Regions from separate parts of the Mus musculus genome. Here region 1 is linked to region 2. Evidence: chromatin contacts called from public Hi-C data. All regions are on one chromosome and are shown on one strand. The core of a region is the stretch at or near the end of the contact, and the rest is flanking DNA. Distances in the headings are between cores, read along the strand shown.

What was found. Hi-C and Micro-C count contacts between places; a contact is called where the count stands out from the background.
Region 1: a Hi-C map of bone marrow-derived macrophages shows a contact between it and region 2, with 25 read pairs. The contact joins two enhancer-like sites. A contact is called at or near these places in 1 of 15 datasets of contacts at CTCF or cohesin (large pre-B cells), 1 of 484 Hi-C or Micro-C datasets (bone marrow-derived macrophages), 1 of 115 datasets of contacts at active chromatin or transcription factors (the 230-238 cell line) and 1 of 9 other capture datasets (embryonic stem cells).

Annotation. Positions count from the first base shown.
Region 1 is chr16:10,895,925-10,899,178 of GRCm38.p6, forward strand. No RefSeq gene overlaps it. Among named protein-coding and RNA genes, the nearest start is that of Gm21859, 17 kb to the right of the region's middle. Within about 2 kb of position 1,632, at least 40 of the 459 cell types and tissues checked have an H3K27ac peak or open chromatin away from gene starts, as enhancers often do. A contact at or near this core is called in bone marrow-derived macrophages, where this site is marked.
Region 2 is chr16:10,564,222-10,567,338 of GRCm38.p6, forward strand. All of the region lies in intron 3 of Clec16a (C-type lectin domain family 16, member A), which reads left to right. Among named protein-coding and RNA genes, the nearest start is that of Clec16a, 20 kb to the left of the region's middle. Within about 2 kb of position 1,465, at least 35 of the 459 cell types and tissues checked have an H3K27ac peak or open chromatin away from gene starts, as enhancers often do. A contact at or near this core is called in bone marrow-derived macrophages, where this site is marked.

The sequences.
Region 1 (3,254 bases), core at 382-2,881, 330 kb after region 2:
TGTTCTCAGCTAGAGTTTGAGTCTATGTGGGGGCCAGGCCTTCTGATTTTTCTTTTCTTATAAACAACAGAAACCCAGGATTTGTCTAAAATCTTCCAGTTCTCAGAATAAGCAGGCCATAAAAGCACACATGTGGCTGTATTTGGCCTGGAGCATCACTCAGAAATCTCTGGCTAAGGAAGCCATAAAGGCCACTGGGAGCCACACCTGCAGTGTCTGGCTTGGTATTCTGTTCTGTTTCTGTGAGACCCCAACTCAGAGCGTTTCTCCGTGGGAGGTAAAGCCCCTGGATGTTCCCCCAAGTCTGTTTTTCCCGATCTCTGGGGATACAGCCAGAAAGAAGCTCTTTGTTCTCTATAGACAGCAAAAAGCCTTTTTGTTTCTATACTTACAACCAGAGATGCGATAATTGTAAAAAGACCTATCCAGGCGCTTGCCTGGCTCCCTGAGCCAAGGACACGGAGATAGACCTGGAGAGGAGCTGCAGCTCACTCCCCATCCCTCGCCAGAGAGGAGCTGCAGCCAACTCTCTTCCCAACTCCTCCCAATTCCTCACTTTTCCTTTAAAAGCCCCCTACTGTTACTGCTGGGGGTCAAACTCCCCTGCCCTGCATGACAGAAGGAGTTCCTCCTCAGCTAGCTGATAATAAAGACTCTTGCAGTTTGCATCAGGTGTGGTTTTCTCTCGAGTCATTGGAGTGCTGGCCAGCTCATCCCAGGACTTGAACGGAGGTCCAGCTTCAGGGGTCTTACATTTCCCCTTGGACATTACTGGCCAGCATCTGGAGGAGCCACTGCCAGCCCCCGAGATTATGGGGAAGTGAAGTCCTGGGATGGGATGCTCATCCCACTGCATGCTTGGCTTCATCTTCCTTCCTAGAGAAGAGAAGCACTATTTTATTCTGTGTGCACACAGTCGGTGTTCAATAAATGCTTGTTGGAGGTTGTGGTGATCTCTCCTGAGCGGGTCAGGAGTCTAATGAGGGCCTGGTAAACATGTCACGTGCTTAGGACCAGTTACTCTCTGAGCTATGGCCACTATGGAAAAACAGACACACTGCCCACTCCACAAGAAAGGGAGCTGAGGCCCAGGGACATGGGCCATGTGAGGCTAGGGTGTATGTGCCAAGACTGCAAATCAAAGGCCACAGGCCAGTGCAGCCTGTATTGTCCTGGCTGGTCTGGAATTTGACCAGGTGAGCTACATACTCTCAGAGGTCCTCCTGACCCCGCCATCTGCTATTTGTATATTTAGTCCTGTGTCTCTAGGTATGAATACAGGTGCCTGTAGAGGCTGGAAGAGGCCATCAGATGCCTCAAGCTGGAGTTAAGGGTGGTTATGGGTGCTGGGAATTGAACTAGGGTCCTCTGAATGAACACCAAGTGTTCTTAATTGCTGAGCCATCCCTCCAGTCCCATAAAGTTTTATTTGGATATAGTTGCACATACTCACTAAGCAATTACTTCTGTACTTGCACACTGAGTAAGGACATGAAGTCACTGTGACAGAGACCACGAACCCACAGGCCTGAAAGAGACACTGCTATTTCTGCAGGCTAGCGAACTATAAATAGCATCAAGCTGACTGACTTACAATGACGCCTTAAGCAATTATTATATACCACACCCCTTGAAATTGGAGAAGTCATGGTTCCTAGGGAAGCCCCTGGGAGCACTACAACCGGCAGAGCAGACTGGAGAGGCAATCATGCAAACGTAAGTAGACCATGTCACATAGAGGCTCAGAGCTGAACTGGGAATAGAGAGGTGGGGGGATAAGGTGGGGAGTGTGTGGGTGTGGGGAGTGGCGAAATCATTTAAGGAGACAAGAGGTGTGAATTTACTCTCTATAGATGGCAGAAGGAAACTGAAGCTGAAGGAGCAGTGGCAGCTCCAACTGCAGGATGTGCCAAGGACCTGAGGCAGGAAAGATTCAGGAAGGCAGTAGAGGACCTGGATGAAGCAGCTGTGGCAGCAGAACTGGGCTTGCCATCCCAAGGCAAGCTGTGAGTTCTTGGGGCAGGGCTATAACAAACCATGCTAGCATCTTGTAACGTTCCCTATGGCTGCCAAGCAGACTGTAGCATGAGACACAGAGGGAGGCAAAGATTCCAGGCAGAAAAACATCATGCTAGTCTGGATCAGAGGTGATAAAACTGAACACGGACAATTGGGGTGGGAAGGTTACTCACATTTCGAGGATTCCAAGCCACCAGGCATCCCTCCAGGCTCTGGGAAAGAACCCTATGGTCATTGACCTCTGTGTGTGTGTGTGTGTGTCTGTGTATATGTGTGTGTGTGTGTCTGTGTATATGTGTGTGTGTGTGTCTGTGTATATGTGTGTGTGTGTCTGTCTGTGTGCCTGTGTCTGTGTGTGAGTGTCTGTGTGTGTCTGTGTGCCTGTGTCTGTGTGTGTGTCAGGCCTGTGCAGACGAGGTGAGTGGGTGCTCTGTTCCCAGACATCTTCCCAACAGCCCACTCACATAGAGGTGTCCAGCCTGGCAGCCCAGCACCATAGTGTATAACCTCTCCTCTTGGCCATTCAGGACAGCCTTGGTCTCCAGAGAGTGATGCTAGCACAGTTTGTCCACTGTGAGGTCCCCTGTAAGAGGAGGCTCTGCAGGACCAGGAGGTGCCAGGGATGCTTGGGTGTGGAGAAAAGACAGACCACAGACATTAAAGCAGCTGGCAAGATCAGGGGACAGCTATGTCCTCCACTCGGAGGTTGTCCTAAAGTCACAGAGAGTGTGACACTGGAGGGCACTCAGCAGCCCTGTGCTCCAAGAGCTGCCAATCAAAGCCTGACATGGGGCCAGGGAGATGGCGAAGTGGTTAAAACACTTGCCACCAGTGTAAAGACCAGAGTGCAGATCCCCAAACCCACATAAATACCCTGTGGATATGGTGACTCATTTCTAGTCTAGCCTTGGAAGGGACAGGTGGAATCTCCAATGCAAACAGATGTATTGGTGAGTTCTGGGTTTGATTGAGAGACTTAGCCTCATAGAACAAGGTGAAAATGCTTGAGGGCGATTCCTGAGATTAACCTGGGACCTCCACGTGCATGTGAACACACACACATACACACACACACACACACACACACACACACACACACACACACACACACACGGAAAGACAAGGAAATAAAAAGCCCAACATGGCGGCACATGCCTGCAATCCTAGAATTTGAGAGGCAGAGACAGGAGGATCATGAGTTTTAGGCCAACCTGGGCCAACCCGAGCTACATACT
Region 2 (3,117 bases), core at 215-2,714:
ACGTGACAGTGGAAGAGATGTGAGTGTGTGCGCACGGCCACACTGCAGAGTGCACGTGACAGTGGAAGAGATGTGAGTGTGTGCGCACGGCCACACTGCAGAGTGCACGTGGCAGTGGAAGAGATGTGAGTGTGTGCGCACGGCCACACTGCAGAGTGCACGTGACAGTGGAAGAGATGTGAGTGTGTGCGCACGGCCACACTGCAGAGTGCACGTGACAGTGGAAGAGATGTGAGTGTGTGCGCACGGCCACACTGCAGAGTGCACGTGGCAGTGGAAGAGATGTGAGTGTGTGCACACGGCCACACTGCAGAGTGCACGTGACAGTGGAAGAGAGGTAACCGTTCTCCTTTTGTCGGTGGAGTTCGGCATTGGTGGCAAGAGCCTTTACTTTCTGAGCTCTCTTGTCAGCTTGCAGGAACTTGCTCTTAAGGTAACTAACTCGTCAAGGGCCAGGAGAGGAGAAATTCACAGTGAGAAAGATATTAACCCACTCATGACAGCTTCACTCCATCACCTAAATACCACTCATAAGCCTTACTTCCTAACGTGGCCTCATTTCAGGAATAGAGGTTAGGACTCATGAAACCTGGGGCCACATTAGACCTTAGCTACCTTCTCACAGTACCTGGCCCCGCCTGTGAGAGAATGAAGTCAGAGAGCTCAACCTCTGGTCTCTCTGACTCCATGGGGCACTAATTCTGTCAGGGGTGGAGCCTGACCCTGCAAACTCATTTAATCGTAATTACCCTGTCATCACATGTAGTCACACTGGAAACGACATGTGCAGCTTTTGACTATGTTGAGGGTAGTTCAGTGTGGTAGGGTTCCATGAAGGACTCCTGCTGATTGACTTGCCATCCCCTCAGCATGGTTCAATTTCAAAGATCTAATGACTGAGGAGTACATAGGCCAGCACTTCTAAGAGCAATGGAGAAGGCAGAGAGGTCTTAGGGGTGCCTCTGCTTCAGTTTTGTTGCCCAGCAAGCAAGAATTTAACTCAGTTCAACCCTCAGCCCCATTTATTCTTCTGAGAGGCAGGGGCTACGGAGGCTCTTGTTATAACTCCAAGAAAGTTTGAGTCATGGACCCAAAGTAACCAGTACAGCACATTCAGAGTAGAGGAGAGATTTTAGCACAGGAGAATACACTCAGTGGTCCTCAGTGTGGTGCTGGCATTTTCTGGAGCTGCTCTTAGTTGTCATAGTCCATCCGAGTAGAGGGAGGCTGCAATCCCCAGGGCAGACCTTCAGCAGAGCATTACCAGACCCTTATCTATGCTGGGACTGAGCCAGCCTAATTTCATTCTGTGCTAGTTACTTACTCCAAATGCAGCACAGTGCAGGTCCTGCTCTTGAAAGCAAGAGAAAAAACGGTGGAGCGCCCAGAGCAAAGGCAGGTACTGACTTCTTGGGGCAAATCAAGTTGCTGGGTGGTGGTGACCTTAGCAGTGGCCACTAGGTGGTGCTGTAGCCACAGAGCCCTCCTCCTCCTCCCCCTGACCACAGATGGTGCTAATTCACATCTCCCTGTGTGGTTTCCCTTGTTATCAGCTTCTGTTTCGCTGGATCTGGAATAAGTGTGGTTTCTGAGCTCAGAGGGGAAGATCCAGCTCTGAGGTGCAGGCTCAGGAATGTTCTGAGGCCATTGGGACAATTCCAAAGTCTTGACCTTTAATATGGGGTCTTTGGAGTTTTATCTTGGTGACCCTTTTGAAATCCATTTAGGGCTAGGATTAACAGTACGTCCTTTGAAAGTTTTAGCTTCTTGGTGAAGTACCTTGAAGATCTGATGTAAATCCTTTGAGGTGGCCTCTGCTGTGCAGCTGACATGTACATCACCTTTCAGAACTTCCTGTCTGAGGATTTCAGACCTCTAGGTCGGAGCCATTAGCTGTCATCACGGGTCACCAATCTGTAATGGAGAACTTAGCTGCCTCACAGGGCTCTTGTGACCTTTATTCCAGTCTCCCCACTTCTCCAGACATGGCTCCTGATGACCCTCTCTGCCCTCTGCATTGGTGCTATTTCAGATTCGATACAAAAGTGATCCGACATGTGCATGGCTCTAAAAGGAAGTGGGAGCAGTGTGGGAGCTGCCTGCAAAGCCCAGCAGACACACACCTTTGGCTTTCAGGACAGTTTATTAAAAGTAGCTTTTGAGGCAGTGTTCTCTTTGTAGTGTAGTTTGGCCTCAAACTCTCAGTCTTCCTGCCTCAGCTTCCAAAGTGCTGGGATTAAAGGCATGGGCCACAACACCCAGCTCTGCTTCAGTCTCTGAGTGCCACCATCACAGTATATGTATGCCATATGCCCTGCTGCTTTTATTTTTACTTTTTAGTTTTAGTGGGGGAGTCATTGTAAAACAGCATAACATAGTCACAGAAGTGCAGTCAGGTGCCTGTAGCCTCCCACCCTGCACCCAGCCATGCAGGCCGTCCTACTCACTCTGCTGTTCCTGCATGTGACTCGCCCTGATCTATATTGTTATTAAATGAACCTGACTGTGGGCATCTAGGTGCTTTCCAGGTTCTCACTATTACGCTATTACAGGGAGGCATTGCACAGATGCTACTGTTGCCTCTTTGTTTGGTGACCTAAGTAACAGAGGCCCAAGAGACTGAGATTACTTACTGACTCCCAGGTTTATTATAACAGAATACCACAGAATGTCAGCCACAGTGAGGGGGTAGTAGAAAAATCCCAGCCACACAGTGGGCCCCTTTACTGATCCCTAACCCCCCACAGAACCTTGTAGAGGACTTAAAAAAGCCCCTGTGAGGAGCAGATGAACCTTGTGGCTGTCTCAGGTGTAGAATGTAGCCAGACTTTCTTCACACACCTTAAGCTGCTAGCTTTTGTGCCATTTGTGGCCCAGAAGCAACTGGCCTATAAATACAGAACTTACTGAGATGTCCTAATTTCCTCCTCCTGTTCCCATTGCCAGATCACAAGTGTTCCAGTTGTCAGAAGCACCTAAGTATTATGTTACATGGTAAATCACAGGTGGATAAGTAAGTTGGGGACAGTTTTAACAGCAAAGAGGGGGAGGTAGTGTGGCTATGACAACATTCAGACGCAGTGATGAGAGAGACCAGACACTGACAGCCTCATCCTG